Regions from separate parts of the Ovis aries genome. Here region 1 is linked to region 2. Evidence: chromatin contacts called from public Hi-C data. All regions are on one chromosome and are shown on one strand. Each heading gives the region's core, a stretch centred on a gene start, on an enhancer-like site or on the middle of the called end of the contact. The rest is flanking DNA. Distances are from core to core; before and after follow the strand shown.

Region 1 (7,133 bases), core at 530-3,029, 800 kb after region 2:
AGAACATCAAAAGGTTCGAACTGTGAGGACTCAGGATGAAATCATTTCCAGACTTAATATCAGAGGAGAGGTGGGGACTCCACTGCTGTGCGCAGAGAAGTCGCAGGCAGCATTTGCTGGGCAGGCCCTGAGCAGATTTCTCTGCTGGTCAGGAAACCATCACCTCTATGCTCCCACCTGAGGTGGCTGGATTTTCGGAAGGTGATATCCACCCTAGCGCCACCAACTTTTCCTCCCTCGAGAGCAGCTGTAGTGCAGGCACATGGCTGTAGTTGGTGTCCAGGACCAGACCGGCTGGTCCACCAGCTGAGGAATTAATCATTAACTGAAGAAAAATATACTGTTTCCCCATTATTAAGCTTTACTTTTTCTCCAGTTCTGCCCTCCTTTTCCTTCTTAAAGGCCGAGGAGATGCAGATTGAGATAAAGTAAACAAGACACTTAAAAATAGAATGCTTTTTCAGACTTTCTAGTTTATTGTATTCTAGAAAAATGTTTAAAACACACAACTAACTTACTGTAGTCTTCCGTTAAGTTAGAATTATGTGTGAATTCACTGAAGAGGATTTGAGTAAAGAACTGCAAACTGTAGTTCTTAAAAGATTTCTAGACAGAAAAATTTTTAAAAAGATGAGGGCGGGTGACACAACCTGAAGCTGCCTCCAGTACTGGTGCTAAGAAGATTCCCAACCTGGTACCTTATAGATTTTTTTTAAAACAGTGTGAAGATATTGACCGTGGCTAGGGCCACCTACCTGTACAAAACTTTAAAAATACAGCAGGCACTGAAATGTGACACCAGAAATCATGTTGTGTGCATAGCTAGTCACCTTGCTTTGCCACCGACACTGCAGAGCGGACCAGCAGCCTCTCAAGGGTAGTGTATGTAAATACAGCTTCAATATGCAAATACTCCTAATGATTTCCGATTAATAGCTTTATTATAATAGCCCTTCCCAGTGTTAGAGAAGGAACCCAGGAAGGGTCCCGCACTTCTCGAGCTCCTTAGCGATCAGCACAGTTATCCAGTAAGTACTCACTTCACAGAGTTTACTAGACTGCCTTCTGCGTTGCTCCAGGTTGCACGATCCCACACTTAAACCTGTCGTTGAAATGCGCGCGCGTGGGTGTTTTGGGGTTTGTTTTCATAAAGCTTTTCCTGATCTTAAGAGGCCGATCTCAATCTACAAACATCAGTTGTCGATGGCAAAGTTATTTGCGTTTTCCCTTTTTTCGGAAATGCTTTCCATAACGTCTTGATGACTTTCCGGGAGGAGCGGGGAACCGTGGTGGCTTTCCCCTTCTGCCGTGCAGACTCCGCGGGGGTGCTGTGATCTTAGTGATGCTGAAAGCTTGGAGGAGTAGCAGCCTCCGTCGGGGGGCACCTTTAGGGGGAGGGTCCCGCCTAGTGATCGGGATTGGAATTGGGGTGCCCACTTACGGTCCCGGGGTGTCCCCGCCCCCACCGCGTCCGCGCCCCGCTGCTCCCGTCGCTCGGCCGTCCCCCGGTCCCTGCCCACCCCCAGGTCCCCCTGGGCCCGGCGCTCACAGTACTCTATTTACCACCTCAGCTGGGCTGGCGCCCGTTCCGCCCACCCCCACGGCGATTGGCTGCGAACGCGGAAGGACGGAGCTCTCCCCTCGCGCCCGCACCTGCCAATGGGCGCGCCCGCCCGGCCTGATGGACGCGCCGCCTTCCACCAATGGGGTCGCGGGGAAGCCGGGTCGTGTGGCCCCGGCGAGCGCGTATAAAAGCCGCCGGGCCGGGCTCTCCGCTTCATTCTGAGCCGAGCGCGGTGCCGAGCGCAGCGAGCTTCGCAGGAGGCGGCGGCAGCGGCGGCGGCGGCAGCCTGAGCTTCGGGGCAGCCCGCTTCCCTCCTCCCAATCGCTTCGCTTCCCTTCCCCGCTATCAGCATGAAAGCCTTCAGTCCAGTGAGGTCCGTTAGGAAAAACAGCCTTTCGGACCACGGCCTGGGCATCTCCCGGAGCAAAACCCCGGTGGACGACCCGATGAGCCTGCTGTACAACATGAACGACTGCTACTCCAAGCTCAAGGAGCTGGTCCCCAGCATCCCGCAAAACAAGAAGGTGAGCAAGATGGAAATCCTGCAGCACGTCATCGACTACATCTTGGACTTGCAGATCGCGCTAGACTCGCACCCCACCATCGTTAGCCTGCACCACCAGCGACCCGGGCAGAGCCAGGCGTCCAGGACGCCGCTCACCACCCTCAACACCGACATCAGCATCCTGTCCTTGCAGGTAAGACCCGCTCCCCCCAGCGATGCTCGGGTAGAGCCGTTGTCAGGCGGCGGGCCCTAGTCGCTGACTTACAGACGGGCTAATAACTTTATCACTGTGCCTGTTACAGTCATTTAAACAAAAACAAATCTGCTGTGGAAGGAGTCGTGTGCGTGAAATTGTTATGACATGTGAATGCCTCTGAGTCTGAATTCATCATAAACGTGGGTTTTTGGAACTTGCTGTTCAAAATTAAACTATTTTTTTTTAAAAGAGGTTCTTTCTCCTTAAGGTTGTCTAACGTCTTGCGCCTTTTCCCCCCCTTTCTCTCGCAGGCTTCTGAATTCCCTTCTGAATTAATGTCAAATGACAGCAAAGCGCTCTGTGGCTGAATAAATGGTGAGTGTCTGCTTGTGTCCCCCGTTGGTGAACTGGCGCTTGGAGTGTGTGTGTGCGCGCGTGGGTACTTGCGTATCTGTAAAATTTGGGGGTTTGGTAAATGAACGTGTACTTCGTTGTGTTGCACGTAGTACATTGTTTACGCGTACTAGACATGAAGAGCCATCTAGCTCCTGTTACTCAAAATCCCAGAACGTTTTCTTAAAAAAAAAAAAGAAAAGAAAAAATCAATGCCTGTAACTTACTCCCAAGGTGGTGAAGGAGAATACGTACTGGCTTCTTGTGCGCCTGTAACATGCCCCGGCTGTTTTCTGCTATTGCTCTGGTACTATGAGGTACTAACCTCCATATAATTAATCTTATCACCGCAAATTCCATAGGGATCCTCCTTCCCCAAAACTCCAGCCCCCTGGGATCGGCTAGTTGAGCATTGCTACCCTGTGTCTCAGACCCTGTGATGTGGGATTCCGACTTCCCTATCTGTTAACTAAAGGGCTGTTTTCAATCAAATAATTGTTACAAGAAGCAGACTGGCGCCTGTGAGGACTGCCGTTGGAGATCCAAATAGGAGATTGCGTTGGGAAGTTTTCCCCTGAGTCTCTGCTATTTTAATGTTTAATTTGCGCTGTCCAGGCCGAGTGTGTGCGCTGCATCTGGACGCCAGGGTTTGCCCAATGTTTGAGTGTTTGGTTAAATGTTCAAACTGCGGCTTCTTCCTGGCGCCAGTCTGCCTGTCTCTGCCCTTAGGTTAAAACCTCCTAAACAGTCCTTTCTCTCCCGATCTCTTGCAGGTGTTCATGATTTTTTTTTCCCTTTGCACAACAACAACAACAAATCCACAGGCTCTTTTAAGGCGCTGAACTTATTTTTCAACCATTTCACAAGGAGGACAACAAGTCGAATGGACCTTTAAAAAAAAAATGGAAGGAAAACTTAAGAATGATCAACTTCCCCAGGGTGTTTTCTGACCTGGACTGTGATATTAGTTATTTATGAAAAAGACTTTTAAATGCCCTTTCTGCAGTTGGAAGGTTTTCTTTATATACTATTCCCACCATGGGGAGCGAAAACGTTAAAATCACAAGGAATTGCCCAATTTAAGCAGACTTTGCCTTTTTTCAAAGGTGGAGCGTGAATACCAGAAGGATCAGTATTCAGTTACTTAAATGAAGTCTTTTGGTCAGAAATTACCTTTTTGACACAAGCCTACTGAATGCTGTGTATATATTTATATATAAATATATATATATATTGAGTGAAACCTTGTGAACTCTTTAATTAGAGTTTTCTTGTATAGTGGCAGAAATGTACATTTCTGCATACAAAGTGTAATGATGTACTTATTCATGCTAAACTTTTTATAAAAGTTTAGTTGTAAACTTAACCCTTTTATACAAAATAAATCAAGTGTGTTTATTGAATGGTGATTGCCTGCTTTATTTCAGAGGACCAGTGCTTTGATTTTTATTATGCTATGTTATAACTGAACCCAAATAAATACAAGTTCAAATTTATGTAGACTGTATAAGATTATAATAAAACATGTCTGAAGTCAATGCCTGAATTCTGAATGATTTTTAAGATTCTGTCTCTATCTCGCCATTTTATTTAATCCCTCCTCCTTCATCGCTTCTACCACCCCTAAGGCTTGGAATCTGCAGTGCAGAGAAGGCCCTTATCAGACAGATGTGTGGTCAGGGCTAGCACTCTGGGGTAAAGGGCTGTTGCTGCTTTTTAGGGAAGCTGACTGTCCTGGGGAGTCTGTAAACCCAGAAGTTTCTTTTAGTCTGTCAAGGAAAAAGTAGCTCTGTGCCTTGGGGTGGGGTTTCCAACCCAAGAGTTACTGTGGTGGGGCCTCCTAGCACTTTAGATGTGGAATCTGGAGGACGACCTGTCTGAGTGGATAAGACACTTCTGCAGCAAATGAAACTGCTGTTAATCAGGAAAGAAAAGAATCCACAGAATTTCTGAACCTGATTTTAAGATTTAGAGGTGGGGCAAAAAGAAAAAAAATAACCCTCCATGCTACTCGTTGCTCCTAAGGCCCCTTTGCCCTGGGGGTGAAGCTGTAATATGGCCGCGAGCTCCCTCCTGCACCTGTAGCTCACCCAGCCTGGGGCGGAGGCTTGGGCCCTGCCCGGGGCTCCGAGACAGATTTCTGTTTAAATCTTTAAATCGCCCTTCACCCTTGGCTGCGCCTGGACTGCGCAGGGAAGGATCCGATTGCTGTGTCCACCGCATCCCTCACGTGGCAACTCTGGGACTGGTGTAGGTACGTGTTTACAGTTCATCTGTATCCCCGTATATTGATACTACCTTCTCACGTTGGAAGACACTTTATCGCTGGGTCGTGTGGCTTGAGGGTGGGGGTAGGATGCTAGGAAGGCCGGTCCGGGGTGGACGGGACCTGGAGAAGGAGCGGGGAGGACGGGCCGGTGAGGATGGGGCGTGGGGTGGAGGGGGTCTCACCTGGGGCCACCTTCTCAGGCCTAGCCGAGCAGGTGTAAGGGTGGCGCCGGCGAGTCCGCCCCGGGCGGCTGCGGCGTTTCCGGACCAGACGCTGAATCCTTCGCGGCCCAAGCGCGGGGCGGGGGCGGGGGCACCGGCGGTCCCAGCATCGCCGGGCTCCTGCACCCTTCCAGGGCGGGGGTGGGGCCCGTGCAGCCGGCCGGGCCAGCTCTGCGCATCACCCGCGCGCTGCGCATCGTCCCCGCCCCCGGACCGCATCTTCGCCCGCAGGTGGGCCGGTCCTTGGATCCAGGGGCCGTCGCTGTTGTCGTGGGTCATCATACCCCCGGGGAGGCAGGCTCCGGCGGCGGCCCCCGTCCGGAACCGGTTATTCCGACCGTGGCCGCCCTTCAGGACTGGCCCCGGCCGTCGGTCCACCCGTCCTCCGCCCTTCCAGCGCCCGGCACGATCGGCCACTCCGCGTGGGGCTGCACCCGGGAGCGGCGAGGGCGGGAAGCGCCAGGCCAGGTCGCTGGCCACCAGCGTCCTTTCCCTCCGGGTGGCGGGGGGCGCAGACCCCAGGCTCGGTGCCCCGCCCGCAGTCGGCTCGGACCGAGACGGTGTCTGACCTGGACGGAGGGGACCTCCCGCGAGGGCTCCCTGGCCTTGCGAGGGAAGCGTGGGGCGAGCCGGGCCCGCACGGTCGCTGGGAGCCGCGGGCAGTTCGCGCCTTTCGATCGACGACCTAAGGGAGCAGCCGCGTCCGGGAAACGGGAGCCCTTCCGAGGGGACTTGGGGCGTCGGAGCCCAGTGGTTCTTTCCGGGTCCGGCCGGTGGAGGCCGGGCGCCACCTGGTGGCCGCCTCGAGGAGGGCCGTTCGCGGGCGGGGGGCTTTGAGGCTTAGAAGCGAAATTGGCATCAGGGAGATGCAGCCTTTTGAAAATGAAGGATGGTGTCCTGCAAGCTTACTTCTCTAGCACATGTACAGTGGTTTCCACATGCGACTCATTTCATCTTTACTACTTCATAACTTGGATAAGATCCCTTTTGCAAACTAGTATCTACCACCAACTTGACACCAGGTGGGGTCCTGGATTTTTTAAAAAAGTATCAGATGTGATCCTTGGCCTCAAATAGATGATAAGGGGATTGTGGAGAAAAATGAATTGTGAAGTCCAAAGAAAGCCTGAACGTTCTCCCTTCTCTTACCTTAAGCTTCTGTTTAACTGAATGTTATTTATTTATTTTTCTGAATTATTTAAGCACTTTAGCCAGAATCTTCAATGCTGTGTTAAAGGAATAGGGGTGAGTGAGAGTGGGTATTCTTATCCTATCCTGGCCCTTGGAGCACAGGTCACCCTCCATCCCTTATGGATGACCTGACTCTAGGATTTTGTTGTAATATATAGTCTTTATCATTCTAGGAAGAACCCTTCCATTGTTAGGGATTTCTTGAGAATTTTAAATCATAATTTGGGGGGTGAATTTGGTAAGATAGTTTTACCATATTTATTGAAATTATTTCTCTAGTATATGATACCGATTTTTCTGATGTGAACTACCCTTTTATTTCTGCAATTAATCCTACCTGATGGCAAAAGCAATACAATATTGTAAAGTAAAATAAATAAATTAAAAAAACAGATATAAAAATCCTACCGGACACAACGTATTGTTACTTTTTATAGACACTGTTGCGTTCTGTCAGCCAATATTTTGCTTGGAATTTTTGAGAATGAAATAGAGCTGTGGTATCTTGTGCAGACCTTATCTAATTTTGGAATCAAGGTCACACTAACCTCAAACAATAAATGTCAGTTTACATTTACTCTTAGTCCTCAAAGTCATGGATAAATCCTCTGAGGTGGGCAGACATACATCTTCTATCCTGTGGAAACTGGGTTCAGAGATGGTGACTTGAGTGAGGAAAGATGCACAGCTGTTCGTGGACAGAGCAACTCGGCCCAGTGTTCTACTGGAATGGAGAAGAGGCTTCTGAATTGAAAAGGAAATAGCATTCTTGTCCATAAGAAGCTGTACTGTGG
Region 2 (6,739 bases), core at 386-2,885:
AACTGGGAGATTGGGGTTGATGTATGTATATCACTATGTACAAAATAGGTATCTAATGAGAACCTACTGTGTAGCAGTAGGAAACTCTACGCAGTGCTCTGCGGTGATCCAAATGGAAGGAGATCTAGAAAAGAAAAGATACATGCATACATATAACTGATTCATTCTGCTGTACAGCAGATATCATTGCAAAGGAACCAAACTTCAATAAAAAATGTGAAGAAAACAGTAAATTTACAAAAAAAAATGTATAAGCCTCGTCCTAATATTTCAACATGCATTATCATTCAGTTTCTCTCCCTGCTATTACTGTTATCATCTGAAGTGTGTATACCACATAATGGCTACATTGCTTGTTTTTGAAATTTATATAATATACCACATAACAGATTATTTGCTTGAAGCTGTAAAGATAACCAAAGCTCTTCTTGTTTCCAGTGTAAGATGAAAGGAGAAAATATCTGGATCAAAACAAAAATAAAACAACAATACAAAATAAATAATGCAGGTGGTATGACATCTGTTAAGAGTCTACATTTCTGACAGTAATACAAATTCTTATTTTTTGGTTTGTTTCACCATTTTTCCTACCAAACTCTTTAAGCCAGTGGTGGCTTTAAGTTAACTCTACAGGAAGGTGTCTCTGATTCCTTTCCATTTAGGCTGTGTCAAAGTACCTTCAATAAAGAAGACCTAAAGCTAAGAGCTGAAAACCTAATTAAAATAATGGCATGGTTGCAGATATTACATGTGGACAGATTTTAACGCCTTCATCTTTTTTTTTCTGATACAGTTGATTCTAAGCATGTTAGACGTCTCTTTGGAGCATTATGCAGTTTTTATCCGAAAGAAAAGTTTCAAAAGGGGGAGCTAGTTAGCTAATTGATTACAGATTGTTACTGAAATTTTGCAGGAAGAAAAGACTTTCAGAGTGTTAAAGAAAACCCTAAGCAGGCAGGGTTCCTCAGTCTCATTTCTGCCCCTGCCTTCCCTATAAAGCAGGCTGATGGCTGAAGCTCTCCCACAAACCCAGCATGGTAGCTGACAAGCAAAAAGCAAACAGGCTCTTAAACTATGTGCCTCGCAGGAGTGAGGCTATGAAAACTGAAAGAGTTGCCCATGCTTTCCAAGTCCCATGACTCAGAATAGCTGAGGCTACAAGCGTGCAGGCAAGGTCTGAGGTTGTAGCCTTTGGACCTGGTTTAAGCAAAGCCATCAGTAATTTGACAATATAAACGGCGAAACCAGACTTCTTACCTCCCCCTGAGGTGCATCTTGGGTCTCCTAATGTGAGCTAACTCAGAAGATGCATTCCTGAGCTCACAGCCGCTAGACTCATTTGTGCAAAGAGGAAAGTGTGGCCAAGTGATATTATTACTTTTTCTTTTCTCCATTCATTTCCCTCTCCCAAACCATTCCTTAAACCACCTTACAGACTCACTTCCTCCCTCTTCTGACTACAATTTTGGGGGGAGGAAACCAAGATCTGACAGAGTCGCTTTTGTGGTTTTTCTGTTCATTTTGTCATTTTCTCACTTGTTTAGAAAATAAATTTCCACCCACGCTGACACCTGTGCAAGGGGCCCCACCCTGAGACTCAGCAGGCGGCCAGAGCCAGCCTCTGAGCAAACATCCCTGAGAGGGAAGCGCAGCCTGAATGTGTGAGAGTGTGTGTCAGTGAGAGAGTGTGCAGGACAGAGTGACATGTGAGTGGTGTAGACTAATAGCTTGTGTTCAGACATCTAGATCAAGATGCGTGCTCAGTTGCTGAGTCACGTCTGACTCCGCCACCCCACGGACTGTAGCCGGCCAGGCTTCTCTGCCCAAGGAATTTTTCAGGCAAGGATACTGGAGAGGGTTGCCATTTCCTCCTCCAGGGGATCTTCTGAATCCAGGGATCGAATCTCCTGCATTGGCAGGAGGATTCCTTACCACTAGTGCCACCTGGGGTGCCCCTAAATCAAGATAGATGCCCCCAATATATTCAACATGCATCAACAAGAACCACACCATCAACTGCGGGAGATGTGCTCACATTTATGTGTATAAATGCATATAGCTCCTTGTGGACTACCAAAGAGTTTACATAGTTTTATTTTACCTCAAGAAGAGAATAAAATAAAGCATTTATTTTGCTTCCCATGGACCCTCTTCTACTAGCCTGCTTTCCAACTAAGCTGGTAAAATGGGGCATGATGGTTTATGTTTGTATCCTGGCTTGGCAGAGTCAAAAGCTGAGATGTAGAGTTTGAATGAGTCAAATCTGCAGCCAGGCTGCATCACTTCCTAACCATGGTGCCCTTGGGCACACTCCTTAACCTCTCCATGGCTCAGTTTCCTCCTCTCTGACACAAGGGGAAAATCTGTCTCTTGGAGATGTTTGTTTACTTTGAGGTACGCTGTGCAAATGGTAGCTATTCCTATGTGCTTGTGAGTGTGCCCTGTGTAACAAAACATAGTATTCGTAAAACACTTGCAAGAACCCATCATCTTGGACTTTCTAAGTCACCTGGACTGCCCCTTGCAGTTCTCCGAGTCCTTTTCTAACTCTGTTACACCAAGGAGTGGGTTAATGCAGGCAGGTTGTACAGGGTAAGGGAGCACACGTGGTCGCGGCCATGAACACTGAGCAGCTCTGACTCTCGGGTTCTCACCCAAGATTCACTGCAAAATATGTATGAGCACCTTTTATAAGTCAGAAGCTAGAGAATGGTGTGCTTCTGGGTGAGAAAGGATGGCTTTTTGAAATGATGCTTCTTTAGGAGACATGCATGGTGTTTGACAACAGGAATAAAGGATCTGACGATAAACAAGTTAAATCAGCTGTAGGCATCTGTTTCTTGGTTCTTTTGCGATTTTCTTCCTTCTTTATTTTTTGCATATAAAGCTCCAACTTTGTTAATGATGAAACATAGTATACTGAAGGGGAATTTTCTATCTTAATTCAACAAACTTTTGTAAGTGCCTTCTATGTGCCAGCCATGGGATTAGTCTCCCATTAACCATCAGTTGGATGGATTGTCTCTCCTCAAGTAAACTACAAGGTAGGAAGGAAGTTGCTGTGTTAGCTGTGATACAATGCAAAAGTGCTGTTAAAGATGTTATGAACCTGGGATAATTTTAACACAGAAGACGGAGGGACTGGTTCTATGTGTGCAAGTCAGGGAAGGAGCACAAGCAGGAGTATACTGAGTTAAGTTTCCAGATGAGAAGTTGTCTCTTTTCAAATGATAATTTGTGTGTCTATGGACAAACTGTCTGACCGTGACGGAGTGATTCAGCACGATGTGTGCATGGATGGGAGAAGGCACACGGAGATGAAGCGGTCAAATGATAACCTGTGAATCTGTGCACAAACAGTGTGACTGTGAAAGGGTGATTCAGCATGATGTGTGTACGGGAGGTGCGAGAAGACACAGAGAGATCCAACTGAGAAGGTGCTGGATAACAGACCACGGAGCATCTTGAGTACCATTTGAAAGGATGTGGGCATCATTTGTAGATAAAGGAGAGCCAGTTAAAGCTTTTAATGGAGAGGACTGTGATCACACTGCTGATAAAGCAAACAGCAAATGTATCATATGAGCGCCAGAGGTGTTTTCTTCAATTTAAACTCATTTAAAAAAAAAAGTCAACTCACTATCTCAGTGTCTCAGAGTTAGGTCACAGGATATAGAAAAAAAAAATCACTAAAACCCATTGTCTCAGGAGCCTTTCTTTCCAAATCTTGAGAGAATGGCTAAGGGAAGAGGGGATAGGTTTCCCAGGGACTTGTTGAGTTGGCACCAAACTCATCACCGATTTTTGTGAACAGTCATAAGGAGAATCACCTGGTTTCTTCGTGAGAACCACCGCTTCCTGCTTACAGCACAGGTATCCCGAGTGACAGCTTCCCACCTGTGTCTGTGATGCAGCCAGACCTCCCAGGCTGCAGGCACTTCCCTAGTTCCAGGTGGCCTCTCCCACAACCTGGGTGGTGTCACCTTAACTTCAACTTGGTTCCCAGATCCCAGAGACAGAAGAACCTGTGCAGCCTGTGGTTGGTGAAATCAGACCCACAACCAGACCTCCTCCGGGAACAGGTCACCAACCTGGAATTCCAGGTGCCCGGTGTTTCCACAGCATAACACAGCAAACATTCTCAGGGTGTTAAGTTCTAAGGGGTTAATGACTGCTTGGAACAACCACAGTGACTCAGCCTGTGTCTGCGTGTCTCACCACTCTCCTAATCCAGGATGGCTGTGACCTCCACGAGCTTACTATTAAGTCTAGAATGGTATCAACGTTTACCTAGCTAACTTTCTGTTTTGTCTAGTTAACTTTTAGCCTAAATATCATGAATACACATTTTTCAATCAGTTTTGGATTCTGAAAAACATTAAGAATGTTAATGTCACCCCATTTGTTTTCTCTCTCTGTGTCACTTCCCCAATTCTGGAACTCAGACCAATTTTTAAAAAGTTTAAAATGAAAGAGGACTTTTTGTTTGTTTGCTTTGATCTATGAAGAGCTCAAATTTCAAAATTACTCTAGCCTGTGTACAATTCACTTTGTACTTTTTGTTTGTTTTGATCTATAAAGGGCTCAAATTTCAAAATTACTCTAACATGTACACAATTCATTATGTACATTTCTTCATCTGTCTGTCTGTTTGGAAAAGACATGGTTTGCTTATACAGAAGCATCAGAGCTGGGTCACTTCAGTCTTTCGTCCAGGTGCTAACTAAAATGGCAATAAGAGAAGATGGAAAATGATCTCCTGGTGGCAGTGAAAACAATGCATTTTCAGACAAGAACATGAATATGACTCTATGTTGATGACCACTGTGTTCTTGGGGATGAGATTTCTTCACTTCAAGCTGCAGCACTGGGCTTCTCTGGTAGTCCAGTTTACAAAGAATCTGCCTGCAACGCAGGAGACTTGGGTTCGATTCCTGGGTTGGGGAGATACCCTGGAGAAGGGAATGGCTATCCACTCCAGTATTCTTGCCTGGAGAATCCCATGGACAGAGGAGCCTGGTGGGCTACAGACCATGGGGCCGCAAAGAGTCAGACACGACTGAGTGCCTTCACTTTCACTTTCTTTCACAGCTGCAGCACTAGGTCCGTACGATGGAGCCAGAATGGCCTGAGCATCTTCTGTGCATCAAATACTTTTCACAAGGCGGTAAACATCTCGTTTAATTTAGCTGCCCTAAAAATCTGCAGTGTGAGCTTTTCTCTCCCTCTTTTAAAGAAAAGCAGAGGCTCAGAGAGTAGGGAACTTACCCAACATTGCATTTGTGAGCTAGGATTTGAACCTATATCCATCCGGCCCCAGAAGTCATAATTTTCCACTTGCCTTTTTTCCTTGCAACCTCAGAGATAGCACTCCACATTTCACGCAGACGTTTGGTTCTGACGACTCAGAGAAGTCAATCAGACTAATGGAAATAATTACAACAACAATGACCACCAAAGCAAACATAACCAAGAAAGAACGATTCTGTTTAATACCTAAACTCCCCAAACACTCTCCCTTTCTTAGCAGAGAGGTCAAGACACATGCAATATGTTTTTGGTGCTGTGAAACTCCCATAGAATGGGAACAACTGATATCCACATAAATGACTCAGCTCAATTCATTTAGTCATTTGTTCATCCATCCATCCATGCCCTCACTGATTTTTATGCCTGGAGTTGTAGTAGGAGGTAAAAGGCATTGGACAAGTCTGGCCCCAGAGAGCTTGCAGAGAGGTAGAGGAGATATATATATAGACTCTTTGCGACCCCATGGACTGTGTATAGTCTATGGAATTCTCCAGGTCAGAATACTGGAGTGGGTAGCCTTTCCCTTCTCCAGGGGATCTTCCCAACCCAGGAACTGAACCAGGGTCTCCTGCATTTTAGGCAGATTCTTTACCAACTGAGTGATATATATATAATAAATGTGAACCAGATGTCACCTGGGGTCACCAGTGCTCTTAAGATCCAGAGATTCTGCCCAATTTCCCATCTCATATACTATGGAAATCCCTTTATTCCTCCCACGATCTCTGTAAATCCCTGGAAATATATAGTTGTAATCACTTCTGACTTCCATTTCTCATTTGGATGCTTATTCTTTTACATGTCCTGAACAGAAGACACACACATATCACACAGGCCTGACTGTTTGCAGAAAAACAACACTTCTCACAGGACTCCCTTGGGGCTGCCCTCACAGCTGGAGCAGACTCTTCTTCAACAATAACTGAAAACTAGGGCTGAGTGTTAGATTCCTCTGTAGTTAGGATATTCTTCTTCCTTTTCTGCCATCTCCAGTTTGTTCCTAGAAATCACTCAGGAGCTTTGAACTTCTCTCTTCTTTCTTTTCTCTCCTACTGCTGCTGCTGCTGCTGCTGCTAAGTCGCTTCAGTCGTGTCCGACTCTGTGCGACCCCATAGACGGTAGCCCACCAGGCTCCTCCGTCTCTGGGATTCTCCAGGCAAGAACACTGGAATGGGTTGCCATGTCCTTCTCCAATGCATGAAAGTGAAAGTGAAGTGGCTCAGTCATGTCTGACTCTTAGCGACCCCATGGACTGCAGCCCACCAGGCTCCTCCACCCATGGGATTTTCCAGGCAAGAGTACTGGAATGGGTCGCCACTGCCTTCTCCAAACTAGTGCCAAATTCCAGTTCATGGTTTGTATAAGGCTGATTTATCTGTCCTTTTCTTGTCCTTTCAGTTCGTGTGCCAAGGGCCCTACCTGCTATTTC

The links. Hi-C and Micro-C count contacts between places; a contact is called where the count stands out from the background.
Region 1: a Hi-C map of liver shows a contact between it and region 2, with 4 times the contacts expected there. The contact joins the promoter of ID2 here to the enhancer-like site in region 2. A contact is called at or near these places in 5 of 16 Hi-C or Micro-C datasets (blood, liver, mixed tissues and 1 more).

What each region holds. Positions count from the first base shown.
Region 1 is chr3:18,200,557-18,207,689 of ARS-UI_Ramb_v3.0, forward strand. It overlaps ID2 (inhibitor of DNA binding 2), which reads left to right and starts at 1,780. Exons shown (of 3, transcript XM_004005671.4): 1 at 1,780-2,262; 2 at 2,577-2,640; 3 at 3,432-4,196. The coding sequence starts at 1,915. The coding sequence ends at 2,633. LOC105607483 (a long non-coding RNA gene) reads right to left here and starts at 1,594. Exons shown (of 3, transcript XR_009599745.1): 1 at 1-1,594.
Region 2 is chr3:17,403,511-17,410,249 of ARS-UI_Ramb_v3.0, forward strand. No RefSeq gene overlaps it. Among named protein-coding and RNA genes, the nearest start is that of TRNAG-UCC, 340 kb to the right of the region's middle. Within about 2 kb of position 1,636, at least 14 of the 54 cell types and tissues checked have an H3K27ac peak or open chromatin away from gene starts, as enhancers often do. A contact at or near this core is called in liver, where this site is marked.